Linked DNA regions of Mus musculus: regions 1, 2, 3, 4 and 5 are each linked to region 6. Evidence: chromatin contacts called from public ChIA-PET, Hi-C, HiChIP or PLAC-seq and Micro-C data. All regions are on one chromosome and are shown on one strand. Each heading gives the region's core, a stretch centred on a gene start, on an enhancer-like site or on the middle of the called end of the contact. The rest is flanking DNA. Distances are from core to core; before and after follow the strand shown. Region 1 holds the start of Pnpla3 (patatin-like phospholipase domain containing 3). Region 2 has its middle 33 kb from the start of Lncppara. Region 3 holds the start of Parvb (parvin, beta). Region 4 holds the start of AU022754 (expressed sequence AU022754). Region 5 holds the start of Parvg (parvin, gamma). Region 6 holds the start of Phf21b (PHD finger protein 21B).

Region 1 (3,356 bases), core at 491-2,990, 690 kb after region 6:
TCCCTGTCTTCTGAGCAGTTACAAACACCCCACTTTATCATTGGTTCTCAATCTTCCCAGTGCTGGAACTCTTTAATACAGTCCCTCATGTTGTGGTTGCCCCCCCAAATATACAATTATTTTCGATGATACTTCATAATGTAATTTTGCTGTTATGAATCATAAGTATCTGTTTCCCAATGGTCTTTGATGACTCCTGTGAAAGGGTCATTAGACCCCCAGAGAGGCTGTGACCCACAGGTTGAGAGAACCATTGCTCTATATGAAAGTGGGTGTACTTAAGATTCCTGGAGTCAATGCATTTAAACCATGTCCCAATAATCATCCATCGCTATTGGGCTCAGAGCCCTCCATTTAAGAACTAACTGCCTTTAGTGCCGAAGCCCAGGGTGTGCAATGGCCACTGGACTAATCTAGTCTTTCCAGAGGCCACTCTCACTGCCCTTTACTCCTGGCTCCCTCCTCACTGGGAAACCCAGACAAGCAGGCACACAGCCAGATTTGCTTGTCTTCTAATCCCTGATTCTCATCGGCTCAGGGTCTGCTCACCGATCCCATCCAATGGCAGAGCTCCGCTCATCAGCAGGGGCTTTCCCCTGCCTGCCAAAGTCTCTCCCTGCTGGCTGTGGCCAGCAGAGAGCAAAGAGTAAAGTGTTAAAGAGGCCCCAGATCAAAGAGGGTTGATGTGGGACATTGTCATGCAGCCTGGGGACCTTTGGGTGTCAGCAGTCCGCCCCCCCCCCCGTGGGCACTTAGCCAAGCCCTGCCCACAACCCCAAAAGCATCCGGCTATGACACTGGGAAGAGAAGGCATCACATCCTAGTAGTTTAGTGGGGGAGAGGAGAGTACTCGCCTCCTCTCGCTCATGGGTGCATGGGCAAATGTTTAATTAGGCCAAGATTCAAATGCCCTGAATGTCAGTGACATCGATCTGGGAAGGGCCGCTTATCTAGGCTAGTGAAGACAGGAGAGAGTGGAACTGGATCTGTCTGGGAACCCATTCCAGCTTCTAGGGAGTGTTCCAAATATTTCTCTAATCCACGTACCCCGCCCCCACCAGCCACCTCTAAAGGCAACCGGAGCATTGGACTGCCACTAAGGGTGTTCTAGTCTGGGTGCCTTCTGCCCTTCCTGGCGGCACCAGCCATGGGACACTAGCCAGAGCCACACAGGACAAACCTTCTGCGGCTCAGGGACCAGAGGACCCGGCAAACCTGCGTCGTTCCCTGCTGCTCAGGGATGACCCAGCTGACAGGACCAGGGCGCCAGAGCGGGTCAGGAAGAAGATGCTCGGAGCGCGTCTGCTCCAGCCGGCCCCGGGAAATCCCACGCCAGGTGACAGGCCCAGGGTCTCCAGCTGAGTGCTCAACGGCACCGGGAAGGATGAGAGCTCTCCGGACAGGTTTCTTCGGGCACCCCGGAAAGTGTTACCGATTCCCCAGGTGTAGCAACCCCTCCCCGCACGCGGGGCCTGGGTAGTGGCCGTGGACGCACCGAGAGGGAGACTGCACACGAAGGTGACCGCGTGCAGTGCACCGGCCGAGCAGCCAAAGAAAGTGCGCGCATCGCGGAGGAGGTGCGGGGCGCGCTCGCTCAGACATAGCGTAGCCCCGACGTGGTAGAAGCCCAGGAAGCCGCAGCCTGCAAACGACAGGCTCCAGCGGCGCTCTGGGTCATACATGGTGCTTGAAGCTCCGGGCGGCGCTGCAGTTCAGCTCTGCTCCCGGTGTTGCTGCTCTGAGCTTAAAGAGCCGCAGCCGCCTAAGCTGTCTTCGGGTGACGTCAGCTGAGGCCCCGCCCCACTAGGACCATGCAAATAAGCCAGTGGGAGGCCCAATGGGCGTACTGGACTCATGCCCCGCCCCATGTCCCTCCCGCGTGGGCTTTCCCAAATCCTAGGCTTGGATGCTTGCTGGGCAGAATGGCTCTTTGAATACCCTTTTCTTTCAGGTTCTGGATGGCACGCCGGTGGCACTCTCTCCTTTTCTTTATTACACGAGAGATGCTACCATCCACATGCTGTCTTTCCTTTATTTTCATGTAGGGTGTCTGTTTTTGCAGTTATTTATTTTGCTTTCTGTTCGTTTTTAATTCATGGAGAGAGGTTTTCTTCCTCCCTTCCTTCCTCCCTCCCTCCTTCCCTCCCTCCCTCCCTTCCTTCCTTCCTTCCTTCCTTCCTTCCTTCCTTCCTTCCTCTTAAAAAGATACTTAGGCTCCCCGCCCCCATGTTTATGAGTATTTTGTCTGCATGTATGTCTATGCACCATGGGTGTGCAGTGACCAAGGAGGCCATAAGAGGACGTTAAACCTCCTAGAACTGGAGTTGCAGAGGATTGTGAGCCATCGCGTGGATTCTTGGACTCCACTCTGGTGCTCTGTAAGAGTAGTTGTGGCCTCTACCGCTGAACCATCCTTTCAGCGCCTTGTTTAATTTTACAGTACTAAGAACTGAACCTCGGCCCTCCTGCATGCTAGGCAAAGGCTCTACCACTGAGCTGCCCTGGGTTCCTTTTTCTTTTAACCAGCTGCCTCCTTCAGTGACTCAGCCTGGACTTCAGCCTCTGGCCCCTTTGCCACAGCCTCCTAAGTAACTAAGACTACAGGAAGACAACACCAGGCAGGGAGGACCTGAAGTTTCCATGTACAAGTGTCACTTATAAATAAAATATGTGATTGGCCGGTGCCAATGAAGGCAGGAGTAAGGAAAGCTGGGAGCTAGATGGTTTGTGGTCCTGTCTGTGCCTCTTCTGACTACAAAGTATCTTTGACCAAGTATAGCAATACAATTTGTACACTACTCTTTTTTTTCTTTTTTTTTTTTTTTAGATTTATTTATTTATTTATTATATATAAGTACATTGTAGCTGTCTTTCAGACGCACCAGAAGAGGGCATCAGATCTCATTACGGGTGGTTGTGAGCCACCATGTGGTTGCTGGGATTTGAACTTCGGACCTTCGGAAGAGCAGTCGGTGCTCTTACCCACTGAGCCATCTCACCAGCCCCTGTACACTACTCTTTAATAGAATATTTTAGTTAAAATTTATTTTTAATATTCTTATGTGTATGGGTGTTTTGGCTGCATGCATAGCTGTGTACCACATTCAGGTTTAGTACCCATGAAATCTAGGAGAGAGTATTGGACTCTTGAGCATCTTCTTCCCAGCCCACTCCGGCACTCTGGTTTGGAATGCCCCCCCCCCACACACACACACACTTGGGTCCTACCAGCTGGGGCATCCCTGGAATTGGAGTCACAGACAGTTGTTAATCACTCTATGGGTGCTGGGAACCTAACCCAGGTCCTATGGAGAAGCAACATATGAACCACTGAACCATCTCTCCAGGCCTCTAGT
Region 2 (3,487 bases), core at 551-3,050, 810 kb before region 6:
TTACCTCTCCAACCTTGATCATGCCCGCGGCGCACACGTCCACCGCCCTGCCAGACCACGTCTTGGCCGCCGCTAGCGCTGCGCTGGCATGCCCGCGGCCGCTGGCTGGAGTCCGGGGTGACTTGCGTTGGGCTCCTGGGCGCGCAGAAACAGCCGAGGGCAGTGCGGAGCCGCTCCCGCAACTCTTCGCAGGGTGGGACGGCCTCTGGCCAGCTTACGGCGAGGCCCCAAACCCGGGACCCACCGCTCTCCGGGCTTCTGCAGTCTTACATCCAACGACCCACCACGCAAGAGTGGCCCGAAGGATCGAGTCACGCGTCCACGGCTGGCGCCACTGGAGACCTTTGTCCCGGACGCCAACGAGAGTGTGCGGGCCCGCGTGCGCCCACGCCCTGCCGCGGAGGACCGGGCCGGCGTGCTCCGTGACTTTCTCCAAGTTCACGTGCATCCCGGAGCGGCCAGGCGGGCGCAGCGGGCCCGGACGCTCAGAGCCTGGCCGTCGGGCGGGCTCGGGACCCAGCGGCCCAGGGCGCGAGCGTGGCCACGGTGAGAGCCACCGGGGGCGGCCGGAGGGCACCGGGACGGAGCGGGCCACTCGTCTGGCGCTGCCCGGGCTCCGAATGCAGCGGTGGCTTGGCACAGACGCGCCGCGCGCCCGGTGCATGCTAATGGCCGGCGGGCGCGCCATGAATTATTCAGCAGCGGCGCGGAGAGGACGAGCGCGGCTCGGAGGGCGGCCTGGGCCGCGCGTCCCCCGCCGCTGCAGAGCGGCCGCACCGACTTCCCAAACTTTCCCCGGCCCGCACCGAGGATGCGGCCCCCGCGGCGCCGCGGTCCCCGCCCGAGCGCGCTGGCCGCGCTTCCCCCGTTGCCGCCTATTTTATGTCTTTTGTCTCGGAGTTGGCACCTGTCCCAGAGAGCGCGTTTCCCTGCCCACCCCTTCGCCGCCGGATCGGGGCGGGGGAGGGGGCACGGGGGACCGGGGAGGAGGGGACGAGGGAAGCGAGGCGCCCGCGCGCCCTGCGTCCTGGGGAGACCGCCCGGGGGCGGTGGCGGCGGCCGTGCCCGAGCACCCGGGCACCCCTGCTCCGCGGGGAGGTCAGGGTTGCGAACGCGCCCGGAATACCAACGAGGCCGCTGTGCCCGCTGCGGGCCCGTGCGTCCGGGCGCCGCCCCTCCCGGGCGGCCCCCACCCAGACGGGCGCGCTTGGGCTGGGAGGGCGGCGGGAGCTGCGGATTCGCCGCCCCGGCCCCGCGCCTGGCCCCGCAGCTCCGCGTGCGCGCCCCCGCAGGCACGCCGCCCCGGGCGCTCCCCGCTTGCGCGCGCCCGCCCCGCGGCCCCGCCCGTCGCCTTCGCGCGCCCACCCCACTGGGCACCGCACCGCGGAGACCCACCGGTAGAGCCCCGGGGCCAACGCAGCGGGGAGGGCTGAGCAGGAGCGCGTCCCCTGCCCGCGCTGCCCGCGCCACCCGCGCCGCCTTGGCACGGAGGCGGCTGCCCGGGCGCGCTCCGCGGCTGCGCTCCAAGGCTCTGGCTGCCATGATTGCGGGCAGTACCGGGACGCGCGTGCACGCTCGGGGCCGATTGGGACCCTCGGTCTACAGGATCCCCCTCTGCCCGCCCGCAGCCTGGTACGCGCAGAGGACAGCCGCCAGGGTCACGGAGCTCTAGATAGCGTACTGAGACAACGTTGTGGGCCCGATAGTGGCAGTGGCTTCCCGCAGGAAGGGCGCGCGCATGGGCGACCCAGCCAGTCCAACGGAGCAAGGGGCGCGGTGCCCAGCGGGGTACGGCAGGGAGAGCACACAACCTCTCGAATGGGTATGGGAAGTAATGCACAGAACTGAGCATGCAAAGGGGCCGTGCAAGGTGCCTGGGAAGGCATGGGATTCGCGGAGGCATGTTGCCCAGAGCTGGTGCCCACCTCCAGGCTCGCTCCTTTCCCGCTGGAAACAACTTCCTGCTATTAGGACTGGGGCACGGGAGCTGCGAGGGTAGTTCAAGGCCATGGCTTTGCTCTCAGCCCTTCAGCGACACTGCTGGCTCCAGGCCACCCCGGGCCCCTAAAAGGGGGAATGGGACGGCTGGGCTCCAGGACCTGGTTATTGGTTAGAATGCCAAGGAGGCCGCAGCGTCTTTCAGATCGCTTCACTGGCGCGCACAAGCGTTTTCCAAACACAGGCCAGCCTGGGCCTCAGGCTCTCAGAGACACATGTGAACACAGGGTCCCTAGACTTGGATTCCCTCCTCCTGTCCAGACATGCTCTGGATCACAGCCACTTGGACCTGGCTGGTTCTGGAGGTGTATGATAGCCCGTTGACGACCAGGGCCAGAGAGAACAAGGCCTCCAGGGCCCATCCCACAATCTCTGTGCCTGTCTCCCCCCTCCTCCTCCCCACTGGCCTTGGCATTCTAACCAGTGTCCTTTGACGTCATATCTCGCCATTTCTGTCAACCAATTGAAACTTGCTCGTTGTAATAAAAAATATAATTTTTTTATGCCATTGGTAAATTCAAAAGTTCCTCGTGTGTCCCGCTTCCCAGGAAACTTCATTCCACGTTGTATTGGACTGCCACGAGGGAGAACCTGAACATACTAGATAAAGGTAGCCTGGGCTTGCTGGCTCCGTCAGGGCCTTTAACTACTAGAAACCTGTTAAAGTCTAAGTACTGTAGACCACCATGACCCTGGCCTGTACAACAGCCACACCACTTCAGTGCAGGCAACCCCAGAACATACAGTTTAGGGGGAGGGGGAAAAAATCCAGGACACATCCTGCCCTGATCAACTTTCATTTTCTACAACTGCCAGTAGCTGAAGACAGTCACATCTAGTGAGCTTCATTCTTTTCTGTGGAAGAGTGTATTGTGGACCCAGGTCCTAGGGCTAGAGTCTCAGGGGCAGAAGGGCAGGGGCTCTTCAGTGTTATACCAGAGTGGCTCTGCCGAGTCTTCGCCACAGGGCTGGTGAAACCTATCTTTTCTGGCACTGTATGGTCCTTTACAATTCTCCTTACTGTGAGAGTTCCCAGCCTCGATCAGGAAGTGTGGCAAAGGGTGATCCTGTGCTAGGCAGTCTCCTGATACCACACAGATCCCTAGCAAGTCTCTTCTGCTGTAGCCACAGTAGGGGCTGGGGGGTGGGGTGGGGAGGGGGTAACCTCAACCGTGAGGCCAGAAAACACTAAAGAAGTCTTGTGGTCTAGTGAGGCCCTAGAAGAACAGAAGCTCTAGGACTGAGCTTAACTGCAGAGATACTGGTATTCCAAGCACCAGGCCCTTCTAAACGCCAAATCTGGTTTTCCCAAAATAATGAGCAAGCTCAGGAATGACCAAATGGGGATTCTAAACACAAATATATGGTGCTTATTCTCCCACAAAACTGCTCTCAAGTGCAAAGTCTAAAACGGTTGCATACCTTTGAGATATGCTCGTGAGGGGAAAAAAATAAAAGCTGCATCCAGACACTGCACTATAATAATCAA
Region 3 (3,244 bases), core at 639-3,138, 620 kb after region 6:
CCCATAGGCTTCCACACTGTGGCGCCCATTCCCAGGGCCCTGGAAGACTGAGCCTCTCCCCTTCTTTCCAAGGCCTTGACGTATCCACGCCACATCATAGTCACACATATGGTAAGCCACAAAAGGCTGGCACACACCTGCAGTTCCTGACACAGGCAAGACTGAAGCAGGAGGATCACTTGAACCCAGGGCTGAGTCCAGACACAGCAAAACGCCAGCTCAAAAACAAAAACTGTCGGGCGGTGGTGGCGCACACCTTTAATCCTAGCACTTGGGAGGCAGAGGCGGGCCGATTTCTGAATTTGAATCCAGCCTGGTCTCCAGAGTGAGTTCCAGGACAGCCAGGGCTACACAGAGAAACCCTGTCTCAAAAAAACTAAAAATAAAAACAAAGAAACAAAAACAAAATTTAACAAAACAAAACAGGTGATGGAAAGAACTCAGGTCTGCCACTGTCCTAACTCCTGAAAAGAAAATAGATTTCTAGGCAGGATGGCAACGTCGGCACTGAGAAACCAAAGACAACAGTGGGTGACCAAGGGAGACAAGGACTTCGGTCTCATTTAGGATACTGATGGAGATGCAGGCCAACCTGAAGGGTCTGGAATGGAAGACTTGAGAGGGGAAGAGCCCATTTGATTAGCAATAAACCCTAGGAAGAAGACCAGGCCTGCCTGCCCCCTGGACAATCTAGGTTGGTAAAGGGCATTCTGGGGTTGAAGGCCTGGGAAGGCAAGTCTGGGCAGAATGTGGGACCCACAGTGTCTTCACCGGTTCTATCAAAGAAGTTCAGCATTTCCCCACATGCCCTGCCTTTCAAGACACCTTGAAAGGCCAGAATGAGTCTGCCCATAATTTAGGACCTGGAGGTCCCTTTATGAGTAAATACCTCACGCCGGTCCTTTGGGCCCACAGGGTGATTATCAGTCACCTCTTAGGCAGGGCTTGCCCTGGAGGCCCAGGCTTTCTGGGAGTCAGTGTGGCTCCAGTGGCTGGAGGAGACCCTCAGCACACCCTAACTTGGGGGTCCCCAGGAAGTGTTGTCTCTGAAGCTTCTTTCTACCTGTCCTTTCTCAGAAAGCCCCTCCCATTCCTCGTGAGCTGCCGGAATCTCAGCCCAAGGGCAAGAGCCTCCAGGACAAAACAATAGAAAATTCAGGAATGTTTCTGCGAGGGGAGGGGAGGGAACTGCGGTACCTTAGGGCTCTGGCCAGAGGCGGAGAAGTTACATCCCTTGCAGTTTTGTTTTTTAAAAGTTTTGAAAGTAAAAAGTCGTTTTAAAATTACTTTCCTGCGCAGGGGGCATGACCTCCCCCCCCGCCCCTCCCCCCCGCCCCCTGCCCTTGCACTGGTTCCAGGCTTCCCCAGGCTCCTGGCCTGTGTGTCCTGTGCCCTTTCATTGACTCCCAGCTTAGGGACGGAGCCATGCTTGCAGGCATCACGCAAACAGTAGCCGGTCCTCTCTACCAGCATGTGTCCAATCACTGTGACGAGAGTGTCACACGACAAGGATGAGCACAGGAACAGTAGCTTGCTAGGCCTGTGTCCAGAGCAGAACGCACGTCCTATGCACTGGGCCAGCACTGCAAATGTCTTACGGACAGGGACCGGCCTGTCCCAAAGGTCGCGTAGCCTGAGCGCGACAGGAGGGCTCATTGGCGCCGCCGAGGCGGGCAGGGAGCGGACACACGGGGGACACCGCTGGCACCCGGCTGGCGCCAAAGGGACGCAGGGGCACACTCACCCTCCCTGGTCTTCTTCTTCCTTGCCAGTGTGCCGCCCAACTTGCCCAAGAAAGACTCGTCCTTCTTCATCTTGGGGGCCCGCGGGGTGGGCGACCGTGGTGGCGCGGAGGACATAAGCGAGTGCGCGCCACCCACCGCCGGCCGGGGAGTGGCCAGGAGGGCGCGGCCCCGGCTTCCCCGCCCCTGCCTACTGACCCCGAGGTCCCGGTGCTGCAGCTGAGCTCCCCCGCCCGCAATACAGCAGGACCCTGCGCGTAGTGCCAGGCACGACCGGCCCCCTTTTGTGCAGCCTCACCGTGCTGGAAGCCCAGAATCAATTAGTCCCACAAACATGTACGGTCAGATGTTGAGTCTCTGCCAGAATCCTGGCGCAGGACTAGGGCATCCCTTGAGTCGATGCTTTGGGTGTAGTGGGTGCCTTTGTGGGACAGTAGCCTCATACACAGTGACCCTTCCCCCAAGGCAAGCCCAGCCAAAGAGTTCCATGGGAGCCACGGGCTGGAAGAATCCGGGCAGCATGGGCACCCGGAGGAAGAGCGCAGGCCCCAGGGAAGGATGCTAGGCTAACAGCCATGACCAGGTTTGTGTTGCACAAAATTGATTGTTGCTGATTTGGGAACAGTAGATGATGAACAAGGATGGGACCAGGCAGGGAGGTTTACTAGGAGCGAAATGAACGTGTTTCTAGAGACGCTGCGGGGTAGAGGCAGCATGAGAACTGAGGCGTAGGCAGAGGGAAAACCAAATGGCCTGTGGCTCCAGCAGAAGGGTGGTTGCGTGGCTCAGCAGAGATAGGAGCTATCAGGGCCGGGGCGCAGGCAGCACCTAATCTGCTGGGAGGGGGGTGTGTGTGAGGGGGAGGTGTTTCTTCCTTCTCCCTTTGTACTGGCTCAGAGCCTCGCTCCTTCTGGCGAGCGGTTTCAGTTCAGTGCAGGAAATATTGACGCTGGCAGAAGGGGTGTAGCCAAGCTGGCTGTTCAGCTAGGATGTGCCTGGGCTCTCCTTGGGATTTGTCATGGAGAATGGGGTGCCCAGTATCTAAAGAGTTACAAGCCAAGGGTGGGATGGGCACAGTGGGGATCCCCTTAGGAGGAGAAGGATCAGAGAGGGCCAGGATTTGGGAAGAAATAGGGAAGAGAGAGTTGCTAGGGAAGGATGGTTTCCAAAGACCAAGATAAAAGTGTTGCCTCCCTCCACTATGATAGGAAGAAAACTCACAGACCTGGGCCAGGCATCTCTCACCCTGGCCCAGTTCCTGGCTGCTCTTATCTCTACTAAAGCACACCCCTCTTTGGCAGCACGGGACATTTACTTGGCTTTCCCAGGCTGACTTCCCTCTCATAACTGTCAGGGAGCCTGAGACCCCAGGATCCCGGAAATCTCAGAAATACAAACTCCCTGCATCCCACGTGACAGTGGTTAATCTGATTGTCAACCGGAGGAGAACTCCGATCACCTTGGAAACAAAGCTCTGGATGTACCCAGAGGATTATCTATCT
Region 4 (3,198 bases), core at 694-3,193, 730 kb before region 6:
TTTCCCTGCTTGTGATGTCCAAATTCTCCTTTCTAAAGAGTCCTCCAACTCAAAACGATCTGCACAGCTGCACCTGCCGGCTTCTGGACCTGGGGTTCAGGAGCGACTCTCTCTCTCCCGGGTCGGGTCGTGGCAAAAGTTCAGAGGATTTGGAGAGATTAAGAGGGGATTAGGGGCAGGGACGGTAGCTTTTGAGCTCGAGGTTCCGGGCTGAGGACAGCGCCCCCTCATACCCCTCCTCATTTCCACACCAGGCAATTGGGTGTTGGCCAGTTTAAAGACGAGCGCCCTCCGAGTTCATCCCCTTGTCATAAGGGCGCCATTTGATGCTGCTGTCCGGGGCTGTAGACGCTTGAAAACCTGGCACACACCCCCCACCCACCCACCATGTGTCTGGTTACTAGCTGGTCCGCTGTGCTAAGACAGACCTAGCTGTGACAGGCAGTGTCCCTGTCACCCATTTATCCAGGATAGGATCAAGCGAGACACACCACAGGATGTGCCAGGCACCTAGGCCAGTCTGACTTCCCACTTTAGCGGTTCAACAAGAATCAGATCTGACACCCGCCCGCATCGGACAGGCCTGCAGAGTGAGACAGAATCCTCAGACTGGGACTCTCCAAGGATGCCTTTCTGAGTCTCTCTGTCATGGTGCCACTTTTAATGCTGGGCAGGCTGGTGTGTCTACCAGTCTCAAGTCCCACGCTCTGCTTGCGCTCTGCAGTGCCGGGCACTGGAACGAGTTTTCCCCGAGTTTGTTGGGCAGGTAACAATGCCTGATCCGGAGTTGTGGCCCTGGAAGCACCCACGTAGGTAACGTCTAGGGGAAAGATGTCTGCACATAGAAAGGAGATGGTGGTGGGTGGTCTCTCTCTCTTTAACTAGAAACTGGAAACCAAGTGACCACCAAGCCCTGAGCGGGTAGTTTCTTAGCCCCCGCCCCTACCCCCACCTTCACTGTCTCTGAGGAGCGCAGGTGTCTCTTTGGAGCCGCACCCTCTCCCCTCCCTCCCCTCTTCCCACGCAGTCCTGGGAGGGCGATCGGAAGGGAGCTGGCCTGGGGAGGGGGGGCGAGGGGTTAGATGCGTTCGTGTGTCACGGGGGAGGGAGGAGAAAAGGGAGGGGAGAGCCAGGGAGCGCGCGCGAGAGAGCGCGCTGCGAGCGAGGAGGGCGGGCGGGAGGCGGATCCTCCTACCTGGGGCGCGCTCGCCTGCTCGCGGCTCGCTTGCCGGGGCCGCGAGTCACCTGGGGAGGCGGACAAGTGCGGACACATTGGCCGCCCCGGCGCACCGCGAGGCGCGCACGGCCCCAGGCGGCTAAGCCCAGTGGAGGCAGCGCCCGCCCGCTGCTCCTGGCCCCGGCCTGCGCTCGCAGAGTCCCACGGTCACTCCGCTGGGCTCCGAGGTCGCGGTTCCCCGCCCGGGTCACTCCCCCGGGCGCACGCGGCGGCTGCGGCGCCCTGGGCTCACCATGGTGGCAACGCGTGCCGGGTGCCCACGCGTCGCCCGCCTCCCGAGCCGAAGCGCCGGCTGAGCGTGGTCCTACCGCAGCTCCCTGGCTCCTGCCCGGCCCCTGCCCACCCGCGCGTCCCCTCCGGCCGCAGCTGTCTATGGCGCAGCCCCCCTCCCTGGATCATGCACAGAAACTTTCGAAAGTGGATCTTTTACGTGTTTCTCTGCTTTGGCGTCCTCTACGTGAAGCTCGGGTGAGTATTTCTCTGGGCGGGGGGCTGCAGACGGGGAGCCGGCAGCCACCAGAGCCTCCTCCAGCGGACCTGGGGATAGGAGTTGGTGGGGGAGGGCGTTTCTTGAAGTGGCCAGGCTGGCTGGTATCTCCGGCCCTCAACCCAGCCTCGTTGAGACTCAACCGAGCCCCCCCGGAGCCAGAGATCCTCCGGAGGGGCGCGGAGCCAATACGCAGCAGGGACAGCGCGGTCCGCGGACGGCCGCAGCGGGGCTCGCGGGTAGCGGCGAGCGTGCCGGGCGCGTACTTTCACCTGTTTGGGCTCCAGGCCCCGGGGGTGGGACGCGCCTTCCCTCCCCCGGGCTGCGCTGGGCGCCGAGCCCGGGCCGAGCGCTAGCCGCCGGGAGGGCGCGCCGGGCCGGGGGGGGGGTGCGTGGGGCATCCCCGGCGGGGGAGATCGGGGCGCGCACTCGCCGCGAGCGCGCAGGCCTTGCACCCGCCGCGGCCCTTCGTCTCTATCCATCACCCGGACATGTTGAAATTACCTTGACAACTCGTCCGGCTGGCTCGGGATGGGCCGTGGGGCTGGCGCAGCAGCCTCGGGCTCCGTCCCGGGCCCGCGCCCCCGCCCGCCCGGGGCCTTGCGCCCGGCCCCCTCTCACCGAGCTCCCCCTGGCGCGGCCGGCCGGGCGGGCTCCAGGCGGGCCGCGCTCGCTGCTCGCCGCCGTAGCTGCTCCGAGTCGTATTTCCACATTCCTGAACCCAGCCGAGTCCTTACCTGTTGAGCCGCGATCTCCTTTAGACGGAATCTGTCTCGGCCTCCCCGGATTGGGGGTGGAGGGGCAGTGTGACCGAACGGAGCGCACCGCACCTCGCGGGCGTTAGTCACTCTTGGCGGGCCGGCCGGGACCAGACCCCCACCCCCACTCGGAGCACCTGCGGACATCTGTGCCCGCCTTGCCCGGCGATCCTACTATGTGTCGCCCGGCGCTCTGAGGCCAGCCTCATCTTGGCCCTAGGAAGGCCAGTGACCAGACCTGTAGGAGGGGCGGGTTCCGGTACCTGGGAGACCGACTTTCCAGGCGAGAGGTAGAAACAGTCGCTGAAGATCAGCACCCTTCCCAGCTCTCTGCACCTCCGCCATCTTACAGGTGAAGAAATTGAGGCCCAGAGAGGGGTAGGGACCAAACCTGGTGGCCTCAGAGGCAGGATTGAAAGTCTCTTCCTTATTCCTGCAGACCTGGGCGGGAGTGTCTGCGGCTGAGAGTGGTTGTGTTTATTGTAGGTTTGTGAGGGTAGGCTATGTCCCTGGGTGTTTGTTTATGAAGGTGAGGGGTGCCGGGGCTTTGAGCTTGCTGGGATGGGGGCAGGGTGGGCAGGCCACTGCTTCCTGGACTCTCAGCAGCCTGTAATGAATCTCCTGGGCCTGTGAAGGGACCCACCGCCCTTTGGGAGGAGGATCCATGCAGATCCCAGCTACCTGGTTCTGGCGCCAAGGCCTTTGAGTTGGGCGCT
Region 5 (3,148 bases), core at 566-3,065, 530 kb after region 6:
AAGAAAACCTCCCTTTCTTAAGTTCCTTTTGTCAAGATATTTTCTCACGACAAGGAAGGTTAAAAACGCACAGGCTGAGGGCACAGCCTGGGCAAAAGCTTGGGAAGCAAGCAAGTTCCCTGCCAGCCAGGCACATGGAAGCCTGGCCAGGAACCTCAACCCTCTCTCTACATCCAGGTCAGCACCCCAGTTTCCACAGAGCATCAGACAAGTGTGGGAAGGGAGCTCTGGGTTAATCTGTATGAGGGTAAGCACCCACCAGTGGGGTGAAGTGGCCGTCCATCCATCCCTTCAGGGTCCCTGAATCCAAGACAGGTAAAAAACAGACCAGACTCTCCCAGATGTAGATGGGGTGGACCAGGCTGAAGGCCAAAGCCACCCAGACGTGTTCCCCAATCCATGTTAGCTTGCCTCACAGAGGGAGGCTGGCCCATCCAGCCTCCAGTTTTGAATGAGTCTTTCGCCAATTGGCTCCGCACCCCCAGACTTGGGGTGTGGTCTGTCAGGGCTTTTGCTCACGAAGCCCAGAGCTCGTGCTCCTTGTGAAAGACCAGCAGTCCCTCCTCGTCCTCGTGATGGGCCTGAGACCAGCAGTGTGTCGTGTCTTCCCCGCCCCCGCCCCAGCCTCACAATGCAATGCGCAGTGTCAGGCCTGAGACTGAGACCAGCAGTCCCATCCCACCCCACCTTCCCATCCCCCACAGCCAGCTTCGTGATGAGCACTGTCAGGCCTGCCCGTACCCAGCAAGGATCAGATTCAGAAGCTAATGGCCCCCTTCTGGTTCCCTAACCTACTTCTGGTTCTTCCGCCCACACTTCCCCTCTGGAAGTTTCATTTGCCGCATGGCCACCTTTGACTCTTCCCTTATGTCCCTCGTTCAGCCTCTGCACGAGCCTGGGATTCCCAGGCTCACTGGGATACTGGAGGTCTGGGGTCAAACTGGAAGGAAATTCACAACAAGGAACCTGAGAGTTGTGCTGAAGAAGAGGCACTGGGGGGGGGGGGGGGGCGGTGCTGAGAGCCACCATCCTCAAACTGGCTACAGCCTGGGAACCTTGGGAAACTGAGTCCTACCCTGAAGCCAGGAGCAAAAGGCCAGAGCCCCCTGGGAATGAGTTCCAAACCCCACAAACTGAGCAAGAGAAAAGAGAGTTGGGCTGGGGTGGGGAGCCTGGGCCCCAGCCAGCTCCTCCTACTCAGACTGGGTGACTATAGGCCAGCACGCTCTCTCTTTGACTCTGATGCAACTCTACAGGGAGAAGCTAGACCCTGTGTCCAGCCAAGTACACATAGACCTGAAACTGCCTCTGGTGACCGGTCCCAGGTGGGTTCCTTCCCTGCCCCAAACAGCAGTTTCTTCATGGTGGGGAACTCGGCTTTCTCTCATGCGGTAAAGCTCTGAGTGGCTCTGGTCTGAAAACTGCTCATCTGGCTGTGGGGGAGGTAGTCAGAGCTTTCCTGTGGGGACGGGTCTCACAGATCCTCAGTAAAATGATGCAATGGCCTCAGCAACGTGGCTGGATGTGGGGCTCCCCTTTGGCAGATCCCCCTGACTGTGAGCTCCCAGCTGAGATGTGCCTCTGGGTTTCTATTCAAGGAACCTCTCCACCTTCCTCTCTGAGGTCCACTACCCGGACATGTGAACAGGTAGAAGATTCTAATAGCTCAGGGACCCCACAGGCCAAAGATTAGATGCACTCACCCGCTGCTTCTTTTCAAATCAGGAAATGGAGCCCACTAGCTTAGAGGGTGACCAGGTTCCCAACGCAGACAGGTTCCGGAGGTGGAAGGCAGGGCTTCTGTTCACTTCCTCTGCCACCCCGGTGGCTGCAGACAGCTTCCTCCTCTAAGTTGCTGATGAGCGAGGTACCCTAAATCCACTGAAAGACTGCCAGAACCCCTGCCCCTAGTCTTCCAAGACTCCATGGCATCACGGGGTCTCTCATACTTCCCTCCCTGCCCCCGCCTCTCCATCAATCCAGACAATCACTGTCTGAAACATAACAGCAAGGATAGGACCCCAACAGCAAACTGTGTTCTCCACTGCCTTTTTCTCATGGTGCCCAGCCTGCACCTCTGCCTCCCTCTGAGCGGCCCTCCAACCAAGCTTGCTTGCTCCAACCAAGCTTGCTTGCTTTCTCACTTGCTGATGGACTAACTTCAAGACAGTCTCATGTAGCTCAGACTGACCTCAAAGTCACCAAGCTGAGGTGGTCCTTCAACTCCTGATTCTCCTGCCTCCATCTCTTACATATCTGAGTTACAGGCAGGAGCCACTACACCCAGCCAAAGGCTCCTAAATAAAGCCAGTCTCCAGGTCTCAGCCCGAGTCTCTGCACCCACAAGCTACTTTCCCCAGCTTCCCCAGCCCTCCCATCCTCTCCCTATAAACCGCACAACACCTGCCTGTTCTCTGCCAGTGCCTCAGGCTTTTACTTTGATGTCACAATGCCTGTCCCCATGTCTTGTAAGCTCTGCTCAACTCTTCACATGGCTCACAACTCCTTCTTGGCATGAGCTTTGGTACCTCCTCCTATAGGAAGTCTTCCACAACATCCTTTTCTTTTACAATGGTCTTGGGCTTGCAGCCATGCTAAAACTATCCTTTTTTTTCCTTTTCTTCGAGACAGGGTTTCTCTGTGTAGCCCTGGCTGTCCTGGAACTCACTTTGTAGACCAGGCTAGCCTCGAACTCAGAAATCTGCCTGCCTCTGCCTCCCGAGTGCTGGGATTAAAGGCGTGCGCCATCACACCCGGTGTGCAGCCATGCTAGATCAGCTGATGACATGGGCTGGTGCCTGATAGCTGTCTCACCATCAAACCAGGAGCTCTACAGGTTGGAACCCATCTTTCCCACTCACTACTAAAAGTCAGTGCCTACAATAGCACCAGGCACAAAATGGGATCAATGAGCATATTTTGATGGCTGTTATTGCTTAAAGGACTGTGTTGGTCCTATGACAAAATGCCTGATGGAGGCTGGAAATAGAGCTCAATTGATAGAGTGTCTGTCTAGCATGCAGGAAGCCCCGAGTTCAATCCCCGGCACCTCATAAACTAGGCATGGGAGAGGACATGTGTGATCCAGCTCTCAGAAGCTGGAGGCAGGAGGATCAGAAGTTCAAGGCCGGCCTAGACTTCAAGAGTA
Region 6 (3,551 bases), core at 607-3,106:
GAGGGAAAGAATATTCTAGAGAACACTGGTCAGGTGAAGGGAGAGAAGCCTGTAGGAGCTCAGGAAAAGCTACATGTTTGCTTACAAGAACACCTGCTCCCAGCTGCTCAGGAAGCCAAGGCAGGGGGATCAAAGTTCAGAGTCTCCAAAGCAGGTGGCTGGGGATGTAACCCAGTGGTAGAGTGTTTACTTAGCACAGGCCGGGCCTTGGGTTTGATCCTTGGTTGCTTACTTTGCCTCTCCTGCACTGTCTGTCAGAGAACTCCCATACCATGGCCTGTGCCATGATCCAGGAAGTGGGTGACATGTTGATCATTACTGAAGCCTAAATCAATCGACAGTGGGCAAAACTACAAACCACACTGGGTCGTCACCATCCGACCAGGCACATCTCCTTCGGTGGGCATCTGCTAGAGTCTGTACTAGCCAAGGAAAGCCAGAAAGTCTACCCTGTTGATGAAAGGACCACATGGCCAGAAAGATAACCCTGAGTTTTTGCCAAAAGCCAATGACATTTACAGAAATCACAGGAGGGAGTCTCTTGGCCAGCACATGCCCCTCCTGGTCCTCCAAACACCAGTCTTCACCTAGGCTGCTGTCCTCCCCAGCAAAAGACATGAGTGGAGCTTTGAGCATGGCTCCTGTAACAGAGGCTTGCCTAGTATGCTCCAGCCCCTGGATCCTCTGCACCTCTAACTACAAAATGGGGGGGGGGGTTGAAAGAAAAAATGGGGAGTGGGAGACATTGTCTTGACTTGAGTCTAACCCAGAAGTGGGAGGAACCAGTTTAGTCAGCCAGTTAGATCGTTGTCATCTTTGTCGACTGTGACCAATACTGTATATGGCTCTAACAACACTGGTGTTCTGGTGTGTGTGTGTGTGTGTGTGTGTGAGAGAGAGAGAGAGAGAGAGAGAGAGATTTCTCCTGAGGGGTAAAGGAAATATGTAGACTGTTGGCATCCATTGAAGAGACATTTCTGACTGGTGTGCCTGAGTTTTCTTTTCTTTCCTTCCTTCCTCCTTTTCTTGTGACCCACGGAAAGAGTTAGTTATGAGTCTCTATCAATTCACGGTTACTCTGACACAGAGGCCCCCCTTTCCCTGGCCTCTTTGAAACACACTAGTGTGCTAGCGCCCAGCAGGGCACAAAGCCCCGACATTAATTGATGAGGACAGGAAACTCCGCCGCAGTAATCTCTGAGACGTTGACCCCGGCCCCGGGACTGGGAATTCTGAAATGTCATCTCCGCAGCTGTAGTTATGATTGCTTTATGTCACACTGACCTGTCGTGTTTACGATTTTTAACAACTGTCTGGAAAAAAAAAAGTCTAGGGACATCTGTTGAGAGTTTAATTGTGAGTGTAAAAAAAATCATTAAAGGACCAATCAAGAGATCAGTTTTCATACTATTTAAATACCACAGCGGCCATTAGGCGCTGGGACTCCGGCGACAGGACTGATTTAGTTCCCCAGTCTCAGTGCTAGGCGCTGCGGGAGAGGACCGGGTGATTTAAATAAAACCGGAGAGCGAGGCGAGAAGGGGAAGCGGAGGAGGGAGGAGGTGCAAGAAGCAGGAGGGTGGCATCTCAGTTTGCTGCGGGAATTGTCGCTCCGGGAGTGGGACTGTGAAAGCATTCCCTGCTCCCCGTGCTCTCGGCTGCGCACCGAGGAGATCGCTCGGGCGCCCAGATCTCAGAGCCGCGACTTTGCGCTCCGCTCAGCCGCCACTTTTGTTTCCTGAGCCTGGTCGCTGGGCCGAACGCAATGCGCACGCGCGGGCCGGGCGGGGCGGGGCGGGGCGGGCAGCGGGTTCCCGGCACCGCCTCCTGCCGCCCCGGCCCGCTCCATCCGGGCACTGCCGAATTAGCATCGTGCCGAGGCACAACTTTGCCGCGGCCCCAGCGAGATCCAGGCGCGCGCGCCGGAGGAAATATAGTCCCTGCCGGCGGTCAGCTGGCGCGGGCGGCGACAGGGCGCGCGCTGGGGGGCTGCGCGGGGCTCCCGGCGCCTGGGGGCCATGCGCCGGGCGGCGCAGGCAGCCCGGGCACCCGGCGCAACTTAGCGGCAGCCGGAAGAGTTGGGCGCCAGCTCGCCTTTCTTCCCTCTCGTCAGCCTCCTTTCCTATCGGCGCTGCAGGAGGGAACTCGTGTCTCTCTGTGCCCGGGACACCGGATCCGAGCTCTCCCGGTCTGGTTCCCGCCGAGCCGCACAACTTCCTGCGAGCTCCGGCCAAAGTGAGCGCAAAGTGCTGCCCAAGTTGCGGCGATGGAGCTGCAAAGCCGGTCCGAGGCGCTCGCGGTGGAACTCGCGCGCCACCAGGTAGGTAGTCCCGGATACTGGACCGGGGAGCCTTAGTGGCCCGGGGAGTGGAGGCGAGAGGGATCGAAGCTCCGTATCTAACTCTTGGTCTCAGGGGTGCTGGAAGCAGGCCCCTTCCTGGAACATGTCCCGGGGCTGGGATGGAACCCTTAGTTCTCCCTCTCCCCCTCGCTTCCGTGCGATCCAGCACTGTTTGCAGATCCAGGGTTCGTGGGACCCCAGCGTGGCGTCTTCTCTGCCACTGCCCCGTTTGCACAACTCGGGCGACCGGAAAGGGGACCCTCCTAGAGCTGCCCAGGGAACAGGGTGCATGGACCGGCCAGCTCCTAGCCTCCTGCTCCGGGCCCAGCCCGGCACCGACCCTCACTGTTAGCAAAAGTAGTTTGGCGATTGTGACTCCGGCGAGAGGCGGCCGGTGCCCGAGTGATATTGCGGCGTGCGCGTGTGTGTGTTGGGGAGATTAGGACGCGACTTGAATATTTATGAGCTTTGCTCGACACGGACTCGCCGTGTTTACTTGGCTCTTTGTTCGTCCCCCCTCCCCCGGCACACACTCTTACACTCACTCGCACCCGCACCCCGGCCTGCAAACTTGCACGGCTCGGGGCGCGCCGCCGGGTGGCCTCGGCCCCCGCCCCGCCCCGGGAGCTGCCCCAATGAGGCGGCAGCCACAGGTAAGCTGCTTCGCGCGACATTGCACGGTGGCCCGTGTGAGGAAAGCGGTCCCGGAAAGTTGGGGCGCGTTGGGGTCGGCTTGGTCCGCCAGGCAGTGGGTGGTGGGGATGCGGGGCTCGGGGCTCGCCTGCTCGCCCCCCCCCCCGGGGCGGCCAGGCTGAGCCCGCTCCTCTGTGTCTTCATAGAACGGCGACCTCAAGAAGCAGCTCCACGAAAGGCAGCCACGGATCGCAGCGCTCAGCGACAAACAAGTAAGGAGGGGCCTATCCCCCACAGGGGACCGGGGTCCAGGGAGGATCGCCGGGCACTTTGGCAGCACCCTAAAAAGTGCCTGTACGGTCGTCGCACGCTCCGACTCCCGTGGGGTTATGGCTGCAGTCCTCAAAGTTGCCGTCCTCCCTTTCTTGATAGAAAGAGCTGATTTGTGGTGGCTGAGGGGAGCGCGAGGCTCCGGCGGCCGGCCAAAGATCTGCGCCGTACCTTCCGAGGCGCCGGCTGCCCGGCGTCCATCTTGAGCGGTGGACATGTTTTGGGAACGTGGACATTCCCCGGCCTC

Evidence for each region. Hi-C and Micro-C count contacts between places; a contact is called where the count stands out from the background. ChIA-PET counts read pairs in DNA pulled down with a chosen protein or histone mark. HiChIP or PLAC-seq counts read pairs in DNA pulled down with a chosen protein or histone mark.
Region 1: a FOXA1 HiChIP or PLAC-seq map of pancreatic cancer cells shows a contact between it and region 6. The contact joins the promoter of Pnpla3 here to the promoter of Phf21b in region 6. A contact is called at or near these places in 1 of 484 Hi-C or Micro-C datasets (embryonic stem cells) and 2 of 115 datasets of contacts at active chromatin or transcription factors (pancreatic cancer cells and stem cell-derived neural progenitor cells).
Region 2: a Hi-C map of cortical neurons shows a contact between it and region 6, with 4 times the contacts expected there. The contact joins the enhancer-like site here to the promoter of Phf21b in region 6. A contact is called at or near these places in 4 of 484 Hi-C or Micro-C datasets (cortical neurons and embryonic stem cells), 1 of 115 datasets of contacts at active chromatin or transcription factors (pancreatic cancer cells) and 1 of 9 other capture datasets (liver).
Region 3: a contact with region 6 is called in an H3K4me3 HiChIP or PLAC-seq map of stem cell-derived neural progenitor cells, with 4 times the contacts expected there. The contact joins the promoter of Parvb here to the promoter of Phf21b in region 6. A contact is called at or near these places in 2 of 39 promoter capture datasets (liver and pre-B cells), 1 of 484 Hi-C or Micro-C datasets (embryonic stem cells) and 4 of 115 datasets of contacts at active chromatin or transcription factors (embryonic stem cells, forebrain, pancreatic cancer cells and 1 more).
Region 4: a Micro-C map of embryonic stem cells shows a contact between it and region 6, with 3 times the contacts expected there. The contact joins the promoter of AU022754 here to the promoter of Phf21b in region 6. A contact is called at or near these places in 1 of 39 promoter capture datasets (liver), 3 of 484 Hi-C or Micro-C datasets (all in embryonic stem cells) and 1 of 115 datasets of contacts at active chromatin or transcription factors (astrocytes).
Region 5: a contact with region 6 is called in an RNA polymerase II ChIA-PET map of memory CD8 T cells, with 6 read pairs. The contact joins the promoter of Parvg here to the promoter of Phf21b in region 6. A contact is called at or near these places in 2 of 115 datasets of contacts at active chromatin or transcription factors (embryonic stem cells and memory CD8 T cells).

Annotation. Positions count from the first base shown.
Region 1 is chr15:84,166,200-84,169,555 of GRCm38.p6, reverse strand. It overlaps Pnpla3 (patatin-like phospholipase domain containing 3), which reads right to left and starts at 1,740. Exons shown (of 8, transcript NM_054088.3): 1 at 1,496-1,740. The coding sequence starts at 1,682. It overlaps Mir6392 (microRNA 6392), which reads right to left and starts at 1,286; the gene lies at 1,179-1,286.
Region 2 is chr15:85,668,639-85,672,125 of GRCm38.p6, reverse strand. No RefSeq gene overlaps it. Among named protein-coding and RNA genes, the nearest start is that of Lncppara, 33 kb to the left of the region's middle. Within about 2 kb of position 1,800, at least 278 of the 459 cell types and tissues checked have an H3K27ac peak or open chromatin away from gene starts, as enhancers often do. A contact at or near this core is called in cortical neurons, liver and pancreatic cancer cells, where this site is marked.
Region 3 is chr15:84,230,687-84,233,930 of GRCm38.p6, reverse strand. It overlaps Parvb (parvin, beta), which reads right to left and starts at 1,888. Exons shown (of 13, transcript NM_133167.3): 1 at 1,745-1,888. The coding sequence starts at 1,859.
Region 4 is chr15:85,579,887-85,583,084 of GRCm38.p6, reverse strand. It overlaps AU022754 (expressed sequence AU022754), which reads right to left and starts at 1,943. Exons shown (of 5, transcript NR_040433.1): 1 at 1,668-1,943; 2 at 1-835. Wnt7b (wingless-type MMTV integration site family, member 7B) reads left to right here and starts at 1,264. Exons shown (of 4, transcript NM_009528.3): 1 at 1,264-1,705. The coding sequence starts at 1,635.
Region 5 is chr15:84,323,387-84,326,534 of GRCm38.p6, reverse strand. It overlaps Parvg (parvin, gamma), which reads right to left and starts at 1,815. Exons shown (of 13, transcript NM_022321.4): 1 at 1,704-1,815.
Region 6 is chr15:84,854,434-84,857,984 of GRCm38.p6, reverse strand. Phf21b (PHD finger protein 21B) reads left to right here and starts at 1,856. Exons shown (of 13, transcript NM_001081166.2): 1 at 1,856-2,320; 2 at 3,181-3,246. The coding sequence starts at 2,267.